Linked DNA regions of Pelodiscus sinensis: region 1 is linked to region 2. The links are chromatin contacts, called in public Hi-C maps. All regions are on one chromosome and are shown on one strand. Each heading gives the region's core, a stretch centred on a gene start, on an enhancer-like site or on the middle of the called end of the contact. The rest is flanking DNA. Distances are from core to core; before and after follow the strand shown. Region 1 holds the start of INPP5F (inositol polyphosphate-5-phosphatase F). Region 2 holds the start of MCMBP (minichromosome maintenance complex binding protein).

Region 1 (5,058 bases), core at 281-2,780, 130 kb before region 2:
TCTGCTTGATTATAGCTAGCCTGCAGGTTGCAGGCTCCAGCCTAACCCTTAAAGGGGTAAACTTTTTCACCTGCTACAGTCTTTCACTTTCACAGTTCCAGCTTGGTTAAACAGGAATGCCAGCTTACAGTCACTCTATTCAAATACTAGCATTACCTATTTTTGACTTCAGTATCTAGTCAAAAGTCAGGATATGGAAATTTTCCAGTTGGGAGAAGAAAATGATAGAATCTGGTTTTCCCCCTTATTTTCCTTTTAATTTTTGTACAGCAAGAAATGTACAAAATGCTCTTTCTCTGAATGCAGGAGAAATTGAGGTAAAAGGAGTAATTTCTTAGTGCATAGGCCCAAGCTTCTTTTCAGCCAGCTCCAACCCAGAACCTCTCTCTAGCTTTATCTGAGAGTCACACCTTGCTTACAGGTTTTTACTTGGAATTTTCAAGCTATTTCTGTGTGTCTAGCTAATTATCTGTTCTACCTTCTTTTTCTAACTCAAAATATTATTCACAAAACTCAGAGGAAACAAACAAACAACTCACATAGCCCAAAACCTCCTGGCCATGTTTACTTAATCTCTTTATCTTGTATAGGCGGTTGTGATGAATTTATTCTTACAGCTCTGTTCATTGAGGGATGCATTCCCACCATCAAGCTCAATGCGGTTTTAACTCCGCACATCCCCAAGTTTCACCTAACTCATAACAATATTTTATTGGCACTCAAGCTGCTTCTATGTTAGTGGTGCCAAGCTATAAAAAACAGAGATAACCCTCTGCCTATCAAAAACAGACATAATAGCCCAGATCCTCAGAGGTATTTAGGCACCTAACTCACATCAAAATCAATTAATAAATGACATAAATGGAAGTTAGGCACCTAAGTACTTTCGTGGATCTAAGCCAAAATTTGCTTCAGTCCTTTAGGGGAATTTAGCTTCTGCACCCATGTGTTGTTGAGAGTCCGTTCCCGACTCAGTAACAGGTTGCTGCAGAGTACAATGCCACCTGTGCTGTGTCTCTGATTTCTCAGGTCACTGTAAGGTGGTTTTTTTGTCAATGCTTTTTCATTACAAGTCTTTGCTGACCACTAACATTTTCTTACACTCTTGAGTCTTTCGCATTTCAGATACTGGAGGAGACCGAGCCTCCCTCCCTGCGTCAATCCAGTCTGATTGCACAGCTGCTCCTGGCTGGGTTTGGGCTGGCTTGTGTCTACCTGCTTCCACCTCTAGCTCAAGGTCACCGATTCCGTGTTGGGCAAGCGGCTGCTGTCGCTGGGCGCTTTCCCGCACGCCCAGACAATCTGCCACGGGCGCGTTTCGCGCGTGCAATCGCGCTGCGGGAGGCGTCCGTCCAGCCAGCCCCCACCCCCCGTAGGCTTGCGCTGGGCTCCCGCCCCTCCCCAGCTGCGAGGGTGGGCCCCGCTCTCGCTGCCCTGTGGTGCTCGGCGGGGGAGGGGCTGGCCCGGGCCGTGGCTGGCGGCGCAGGGGCACGGCCGGCCGCGCGCACAGAGCGGTGAGGGCGGGGGGGGGGGCGTCTCTGCAGCCGGGTGAGCCCGCGCGGCCCCTTTAAGAGGCTGGTGAGAGGCTGACGGAGGGAATCACGTGCCCCGCGGCTGGCGCCGGAACCCGGCCGGGCTGGAACGCGGCGGCTGCCAGGCTGCGGAGCCGGGACCCAGCGAGGCAGGGCTTGCGCGCGCGCGCTCTTCCCCGCCCCCCTCCCCCTCCCCCTCCCAGCTGTCTGGCGCGCGGGGCGCCGGAGCCCGGAGCCCGGCCGCCGCGCCGCGGAGGATGGAGCTGTTCCAAGCCAAGGATCACTACATCCTGCAGCGCGGGGAGCGGGCGCTCTGGTGCAGCCGGAGGGACGGCAGCCTGCAGCTGCGCCCCGGTGAGTCAGGCGCGGTTGCCCGGCGGGGTGGAGGGGCGCGTCTCCCGCAGCCGGAGGGGGGGGGGGACAGAGGTGCGGTGCGCTCCGCGCCTGAGGAGACCGGCGGACGCGCCGCGGGAGCGGCCAGGGGGAGGGCGCGACGGGCAGACCCGCTCCGGCGGGGGCAGGCTGGGGCGTGAGATGAGGCTGGGGCATGTGGCGGACCCCGGGGGAGGGTCGCAGCGTGGGGAGGAGCAGGATGGGCTCGCGGGGGTGTGGCGGCGGCGAGCTCCCCGGGGCAGCAGGCGGGGGGCGATGGGCAAAGCGGGAGCAGGGGGACGAATGGGGGTGACAAGAATATGGGGGCGGAGTGGAGAGTGAGGGTGGTGGGGAGGTGGGTGGAGCCGCTGCAGGGGTGGGTGGGGGTGATGGAGGGATGCTTGAGGATGCCAGACTCACTTGGGCACGCGCCAGGTGATGGTGATGACTGCGAGGGATAGCTGACCCCCTGGGGACAGGCAGGTTGATGGGGGGGGAGGGGGTGATGGAGCGGGTGATGGAGCACGGCAGGAGACCCCCATTCAGGTAGGCTGCTGGTAGTTTTGAGTGCTGGAGGGTTTATAAGGTGGGATTGAGATGCTTGAAAACCTTGTGGCAGTAATAAACACAGAGGTGGTGCTAGCCCATTGGTAGCCCTAAGCAGCAATATTCTGACCAGCAGAACACACATTTAAAAAGTGACTGGAGAGGCCCCTTGACCTGCTCAGGGGCCTAAGACATTCCTTAATCTGTTTATGCCTAGCATTGGCTTTGGTACTAGGAAGGCATAAGTGTGAGGTTTTTATTCTTTCTTTCACTTCCACAGTAGTGTTGTTGTGGCTTGCTACTCACTAACCCCCCTTAACAAAACTTAACCTGATATTTACAGTCACTTTTCCTCATTATGCTGCTGGAGCACTCAGTGTGAATCCAGCCACCACTAGGGAAGCTGGTGACACAGTCCTTTACTCATTGGGGAGGGCTGTCTTGGATATGGGGCATGTAGACCTTGCTGATTGCCCAGAAGTGTGGGGTTTGTCTTCTGATCATTAGATGGTGTAACTTACGCTGAAATCGCTGGGTGGTCATTGACTGTTTCTAAACCTATCTTTTTATTCCTGTACCGATAAAGGATTATACATTAAGGATATAGCTCATTCCAGTGGTAAATTTCTCAGTCCTTTCTGCTGCTGACAGGAACTGTCTTGAGTCAGGTTTTGCTGTTGATTAGAGTAGGTAGCAGTCTCCACAATGGTTTTAGAGAACTAGAGTTGTATATCATCTACAGGGCAAAGTCTCGTACATTTGAGACTAGGGATGTTAAATATCAGTTAATTGAATAGTCGAATAACCTCATGAATTCTTATCCATTACTTGGCTATTCAATAGTCCCCATGGGCGGGGCTGGCAGCCAGTGTGCTCTGGCCCCATTCCCAAGGAGCCCCATCACTTTGCGCCGCTGCCTCTTATCAGTCAGGGAGCTGTCGTGAGGGGAACCAGTTTAAAACCAGCTCTTTTTGCAGGCTAGCTGCCTGTCACTTTGGGCTGCTGCCTCTGATCTAGGGGTGGCAGCAGCCCTTCTGTGACGGGAAGGAAGTGTCTGAGCTCCTGGATCCTGTGAGAACTGGAACTGAGCCTCCGCTGCCTGCCAACCTAGCTCCTAATAACAGTTTCAATGCAGAGCCGCAGCGGGGTAGGTCCCAGACCCATCGCAAGCCAGAACTGAGACAGGATGCTGGTCAGCCTGCTAAAATATTTATTGGTGAGGTGGGGGAGGGGAAATGCATGTAATCTATAGCATTAACCTATAAGCTTTTGCTTATCAGTTAATCGACTATGCTATTACATCCCTAGTTGAGATCCATGAATCTGTTGAGATGTCACTTAGACTAAATCAATTTAAAAGCAGTCTTTGTTCTCCTATGATTTTTTTTTTTTTTTTGGTAAAATAAACTGGAAGTGTGACCAATAGCTGTTCTTTAAAAAAAAAAAAAAAAAATTGTGTGCTGTTGGAATAGACTGGTGTATGATTGCTTTCCGTCTTCAACTGTCAGGAAGGTGAGGAAGGCCATCTTGTGTGACTAACACAGTATGCAAAATAAACAATTCTTTAGTATTGTAATACAGGTTGATTATCTGGCACTTTCTCTCTTACGTAGGGTAAATAATTCCCTCTCCCTTCTCCTGATTGATGTACATTTTTTTTATTCTAGTATCTTGTTGAATGAACTTAGCTCCTAAAGAGAAAAGTCATGAGCTAAGAAGACAGTTGTGTACTTTTGTGGATGTTCTCATCAAATTCACCTGTTTTTGAAGCAAGTACAGATTGGACATCTGGTCCCAAAGGAGGGATTTTGCTGGACCAGGGGAGGTCATTTCTGTCCCCCTTCCACTGGCCCCTCAGGCCAGCTCTGCTCCTTGTCTAGCCTCCTATCGGGCTCTCCCACGTGTGACCAGCCCTGCTGCCCTACCATGGCAGCCCACGGTACTGCTGCTGGGGCTAACAGTTTTGCCGTGGCAAACCATTGCCCCGCCACCAGTGATCCTGGACCTGCCAGCCCTGCAACAGCTGCACCAGCCCGCAGTCCCACTGCGTGGACTCCTGCCCCTCCCTCCGGAACAGATTGCTGCTGGGCTCCCAACCCAGCCAGCTTTACCTGGGCGGCACTGGCACCACTGCCAGGGCTTCTGGCTCCACCAGCCCTGCGATCCCACTGCTGGCGCTTCTGGCCACACCACAGCAGACTGCTGCCCTACCCCGGAGCCTGCTGGCATTGTGGCTGCCTTGCCACAGGCTCAGTCGGACTCCGTGACAGGGCTCTCAGCCCCTGGTCTCGTTGGATCCGCCTGGCCGGGATCCTGGCCCCCCGAGGCAGGGCTTCTGCCTCTGTTCCTCCACCGGATCTCTTTGGTCCAGCAACATCCATGGTTCTGCTGGACCACAGATGTTGCCGGACCAGGGAGTTACGGTTGAGAGAGGTTCAACCTGTACCGACTTATTTGTGTGTCACTTAATACTATTCAAAGATAATTTAAAAAAAAAGAGAAGAAACAGAGTATAAACGAGGACTCAGACTCAAATAGTGAGAAAAGAAAAATATTAAAAAATGCAACATCCTTTCCCCTAGTAATATGGCAGTCGTTGTGGATATTA
Region 2 (5,311 bases), core at 331-2,830:
ACTGTTACATATACCTCCTTAGCAAGGACAGAATTAAAAGTATAGCTTCTTAAGTTTCAGTCCAATGTAGACAGGAGCCCAAATTATACATGATGTACCTGTGTTTCAATAGGAAGTCCTTGAAATTACATCCTTTCTAATCCATCTCAGCTGCCTCTATTTTTTTTAGCTGCAGATACAGGGGAATCTAGCTGCCTTCACTCCTCATCTTGGTACACACTTTAAAAATCTCCTAGTGGTCATCTGAAGAAGTGGGTTGTGCCCACGAAAGCTCATGATACCATCTACATGTTTTGTTAGTCTATAAAGTGCTACCAGACCATTTGTTGTTTTTTTCTCTAACAGACTAACTCGGCTACCTCCTGAAGCTAGTGTTCAATGACTTCCTGAGTTGCTTCCTCAGCAAAGTTTTTTTGCATAGTGAGTCCTATTTTTCTGTATGGTGAAGGAGTCTTTCAACCTTCTTTCTATTTGAGCTCATGGGAGAGTTTGCAGAGTGATTCAACAGATTCAAATTCAGGAACTTTAGTCATCACTTTTTAACATCACCCATGAACGACTTGTCTTACTCTTGCAATGCTTTCTTTCCCCAACACTATAATCTTTCAAGACTTGTAAACAGGAAGAAACTGCATTCTGAACGCATATTTTTCAGGGGAAAAATTGACACTTTTGGAAAGAGGAGATATTGTTGCAAAGTGGAATTACTAATGCAAAAGGAATAGACTATTGTAAGTAACTGTGTATTCACACCCTGGGCACCAGCGAATGTGCATGTCTTGCCCTGTCAGGTCTCTCATCAGGAAGGAGACGTCTTCACTAAAGTATTATTTAAGAGATTTTGAGAGAGAATAATTTTGCGGTGTTTCGAGACTTTTTAGAAATTTATGTCTCGGCTGCCTGACAGCCCGGTTAGCTACAGGCAGCAACTCCCGCCCCCACATGTCCAGCACTTGTAGCCCCCCCAACTTCTGTTTCTGGCTATTTCAAGGCACAAATCAGCCCCCAGCACGGCGCTCCGCACCGCGGGGTAAGGATCGCTTCCAGGCTCCGGTCCTGCCCCAGGAGCACCCGACGCAGCAGCGGGCTTGGCCCCCCGCCCTGCGCGGGCTGTTACTCGACTCCTTCCACGCGCCAACCGAGCCCCGCCAAGCCGCCACAACCGCCCCACCGCGGCCACTTCTGCCTCAGCCCCGGCTCCCAGCCACCCACCGCCGCGCTCCCGAGCGTGGCCATGGGCACCCGCAGGGCCCGGCGCTCGCCCGCCCGCTGACTCCCCTCCCCGCCCCGGGCGCCCCATTATCCAGCTCCCGGCCCCGCGCCGCCTTCCCACAGGGCTGCTCCCCGCCAGCCACAGCCCCGCGCTCACCGAAGATGCCCTGCACGATGCTGAGGGGGCTGTTCAGCCAGTCGGCCACACACGGCATCTTGCGGGCGTTGGGCGGGAGCCGGGACTGGCCGAGCCTGCCGCTCCCGCAGATCGGGCCCTGCGCCCCACCGTCGCCACGCGCCCGCCCTCCCGCGAGCTCCCCGAGCTGGGTCCCGAACTTCCGGCTGAGGCGGCCTCCCTCCCGCGGCGGCCGGCGCGGCCCCTCCCCTCTCACCCTGACGCTGCGGCGTGAAGGGGCGGGTGGGCTGCGCCGCCGCCATCTTGGAGCCGGGCAGCGCTGAGGGCGGAAGGGGCCGGGCTGGCTGCTCCTCAGGGCTGGGGAGGAGACGTGGAAGAGCCACAGCTATGGCCGCCACGAAAGGGCCCGGGGCCGGTTCCGTCGGCGGCACCAACCTGCTCTTCTCCTCCTCCGCTACCGAGTTCAACTTCACTGTGCCCTTCATCCCGGTCAGCCAGGCGCCCGCCGCGCCCCCGGGGCCCGCTCTCCTCGGCACAGGTATGCGGGGCTGAGCTCCTGGGGGCGGCTGGCCGGGGATACTGGGGGGGGGGCGCGAATTGGGGGGAGGGGAGTGATGAGGGATTGTTGGGGAAGAGCTGAGGGGGTAGCTGGGGTGGTGGGAGCATGAGGGTCCTGGGGCGGGGGACACGGTGTTGGGGAGGTGTCGGGGGGGGGGGAGGGATGTGATGGGGGGCATGGTGTCGTGGGTGTCTTGGGGGGGGGGAGACATGAGATAAAGGCCGTGGTGTGGGGGACATGGGGTAGGGTGTGTCTGAGGGGCAGAGGGATGAGATGGGGCCTTTGTAGGAGAAATGGTGTTGAGGCGGTGGGGGGAGAAGGAGGAGATGGGGGAGGCATTGGTGCACGTTGGGGTGGTGAGGGAACGGTGTCGGGGATTAATAGGGGAGGGGGATGAGATGGGAGTCCTGGTAGGGGGGGACACAGTGCTAGAAGAAGCAGAGAAGAGACGAGGGGCCCTGATGAAGGGGACTCAGTGTTGGGGTAGTGGGAAGGAAGGGTCTATAAAATGGGGCCTCGTGGGAGAAATGGTATGGGGGGGGTGGAATGTTGCATGGGGCTTGATAGACTCAGAGTGGGGAGGTGACCGTTCAGCTCCCTTTATTTGTTGCCTGGTGGCGTGTTTGTACAGTTGCCTTTCCCCGTTTCAACAGTTATGATCTGCAGCATTCTGTGCTGACACACAGGTGTGACTTCTGTGCCATGAATAAAACCTCTGTGGACAAGCTGCCACCTAAAAATAAGTTTTTCCTCTAGATCTTTCGTTTGATGAACTTTTCTTTGAGATATGTGCTTACTTCGTTTGCTGTGATTAGTACCAGGAGCAAAAATTAAATACCAAGTGTGTAGCTTGATTGAAGGGGTCTCCCACTGATTACATCAATTCTAATCTGGAAGCCTTGCTGGATGATCTTGAACTGAGGGTAAATTTCACTGGTTCATATGTGGTCAGAGCGGAGACAACATTTCTCCTTTTGTGCTTCAAGCTTCTCTCTGGTGTTAGTTCTTAGAACTGTATGTCCTATTCGTTCCCCTCTTCCTGGAACTGTGTCCCCTACTTTTGCCTGAGGAGCAGCAAGAATGTAGGTTTCAATCACTGTATTTCATACCGGCTCAAAGAAAACTTTCATTGGTGTGAACTGAGTTGCAGTTTGACTTGAATCTCCTTCTTATAGTGGGCTTTTCTAATTGGTATAACAGAGCTAGCTTTCATTTCAAACCTCTTTTGTCAATTTCTTAAACAACAGTAGGGGAAAGTTATCTTTGGGCTGAAATGGACTCATCCATGAAGTGTGTGTAATTTTGCTGTAGCTTTGGGAGGGAACTGAGGGGGAAAAAACATTTTTGCCCCTTTTTCAGTTACCTACTTGAGAAATAATAGTGTTTGTTTCAGCTATTACAAATTATTTGGGTACTTTCATGCTCAAGAATAGCTAATGTTTTTACTTTAAAAGTTCCAGCTTGGCGCAATAAATAGTCCTCATGCAGTTGTCCCATATCTTCATTTTCTCCACAAGTGTGAGTTTAATCAGTTGAGAAATAAGCTAAACACCAGTAAAATAACACACTCAGCATGTGCAGCTTAATTTCCTCAAAAACTTAACTGCACAAGAGTCATATATTATTAGCAGTATTCCCAGACAAATATATGTACAATTAAGTTATCATTTATTTGATTTTTTTTAAAACTTGCATTCAAATAACTTCAGTAGTGTATAAAATTATCAGAGAGGTTGACATGTTAGTCTGTAATTTTTAAAAGAATAAGTAGTCCTGTGGCACCTTAGAGACCAACAGTGTATACAGGCAGTCCCCGAGTTACGTGGATCCGACTTACGTCAGATCCGCACTTACGAACTGGGCTTTCTCGCCCCGGAGCTCGCAGGCAGCGGGACCGCCCAGAGCGCAGCGGTCCCGCCACCTCGACCTCCGGGGCGAGAAAAGCTGCTCCGGGTGCCCCTGGTCTGCTGGGGACCGTCTCTAGCAGACTAGGGACACCCGGAGCAAAGCCAGAGCAAAGCCTCAGAGGTGCGGCACCCCGCCGCCGCTGCAGCTTTGCTCGCTGTGTTCCTGGTCTGCTGGGAGGGGGGCGCAGCTAGTGTCCCCCCCCCCCAGCAGACCAGGCTTTTGTTGTGGACCCTGAGGTAGAGCAGCTGGGGTGGTGCCGGGTTGGTCCTGCAGGGACCTACCTGGCAGCCCAGCTGTTCTGTCCCAGGCTCGAGATTCAGCCGCTGTTGAAACTGATCAGTGGCTGATTCCAGGAAGCTGGGGACAGAGCAATTCTGCCTCCAGATTTCTGTAGTCAGCCTCTGGTCAGTTTCAGCAGCAGCGGCTGAATCTGGAGCCAGTTCCGACTTACATAGAAATTCAACTTAAGAACAAACCTATAGTCCCTATCTTGTACGTAACCCGGGGACTGCCTGTATAATATATTTAAAATATTGTATGTATGAACTTTCGTGGCCAAAAGTGGCAAGTAGTGCATGGATCTGCTTCAAAACTCATTATTTTCTTTAGAAAATACCCAAGAAATCAATATTTTAAAATTAAATTCATGTAGTGTTGTGATTGGATTTAAGTGTACAGTACTTAGGTTAGAAAGTTAAGCTCCAACAATACTATAGGTCACTAGATCTATTAATGTATTAAAGTTAATAACATATGTTCAGGCACTATGAACGAAACCCCACTCTTTATGAAAGAGGGGTTTGTTCTAGATTTATTTTAGAAGAATTTATGTATGTGGCAGGTTTGGGCATACTTTAACAGATAACCTAGCACCCTCTCTTTTTGTTGAAGAGAAACTAAGTCAGGAAAGTAACTTCCCTGATAGATTGTCCCTTAGAAAATACAATTCATCCTAAATTCTCAATTATTTAGGAACAATCTTCACTCATTGCTTTATTTGCTTTCCATAAGCTACTCTTAATATAATCCTCTGAGTGAAGTACCTGAATAGTTAGATGCAGAGGCAGCAAGACAGGAGCGGTTACCTGCCCAGGATCTCACTTAATCAGTTAACTAGCTAAACCTAGCATTTAACTTGTTAACTAATTAAATGGGACTTTTTCATCCCTAATATGTATTTTATCACTTTCAAACCAATTTTGTACTACCCAGAAGTACAGACTCTTTTATTAACCTGTGTATTAACACAGTTATAACATTAGCTTTAATACAATGTTTATATTGAAGGAATCCACTCTCTCTCATTATAAGGAGTTGTGTGAACAAATCAAGGATACACAAAATTCTAAGGCCCTGATAAACCAATTGCATACATCTGGCCAGGCCCTTTCATCTGTGCAATACTTATCAACTTCAGTACAGCTACACAACATTTTTCCTTGAAGCACCAGCAAGTTTTGAGACCCAAGTCGTTCAAGTAAAATTACAGGTGGAGC

The links. Hi-C and Micro-C count contacts between places; a contact is called where the count stands out from the background.
Region 1: a Hi-C map of blood shows a contact between it and region 2, with 2.3 times the contacts expected there. The contact joins the promoter of INPP5F here to the promoter of MCMBP in region 2. A contact is called at or near these places in 3 of 5 Hi-C or Micro-C datasets (blood, liver and an unstated tissue).

The regions. Positions count from the first base shown.
Region 1 is chr8:58,526,485-58,531,542 of ASM4963464v1, reverse strand. INPP5F (inositol polyphosphate-5-phosphatase F) reads left to right here and starts at 1,530. Exons shown (of 20, transcript XM_075935359.1): 1 at 1,530-1,886. The coding sequence starts at 1,790.
Region 2 is chr8:58,397,091-58,402,401 of ASM4963464v1, reverse strand. It overlaps MCMBP (minichromosome maintenance complex binding protein), which reads right to left and starts at 1,580. Exons shown (of 16, transcript XM_075935358.1): 1 at 1,370-1,580. The coding sequence starts at 1,427. SEC23IP (SEC23 interacting protein) reads left to right here and starts at 1,657. Exons shown (of 19, transcript XM_075935356.1): 1 at 1,657-1,886. The coding sequence starts at 1,736.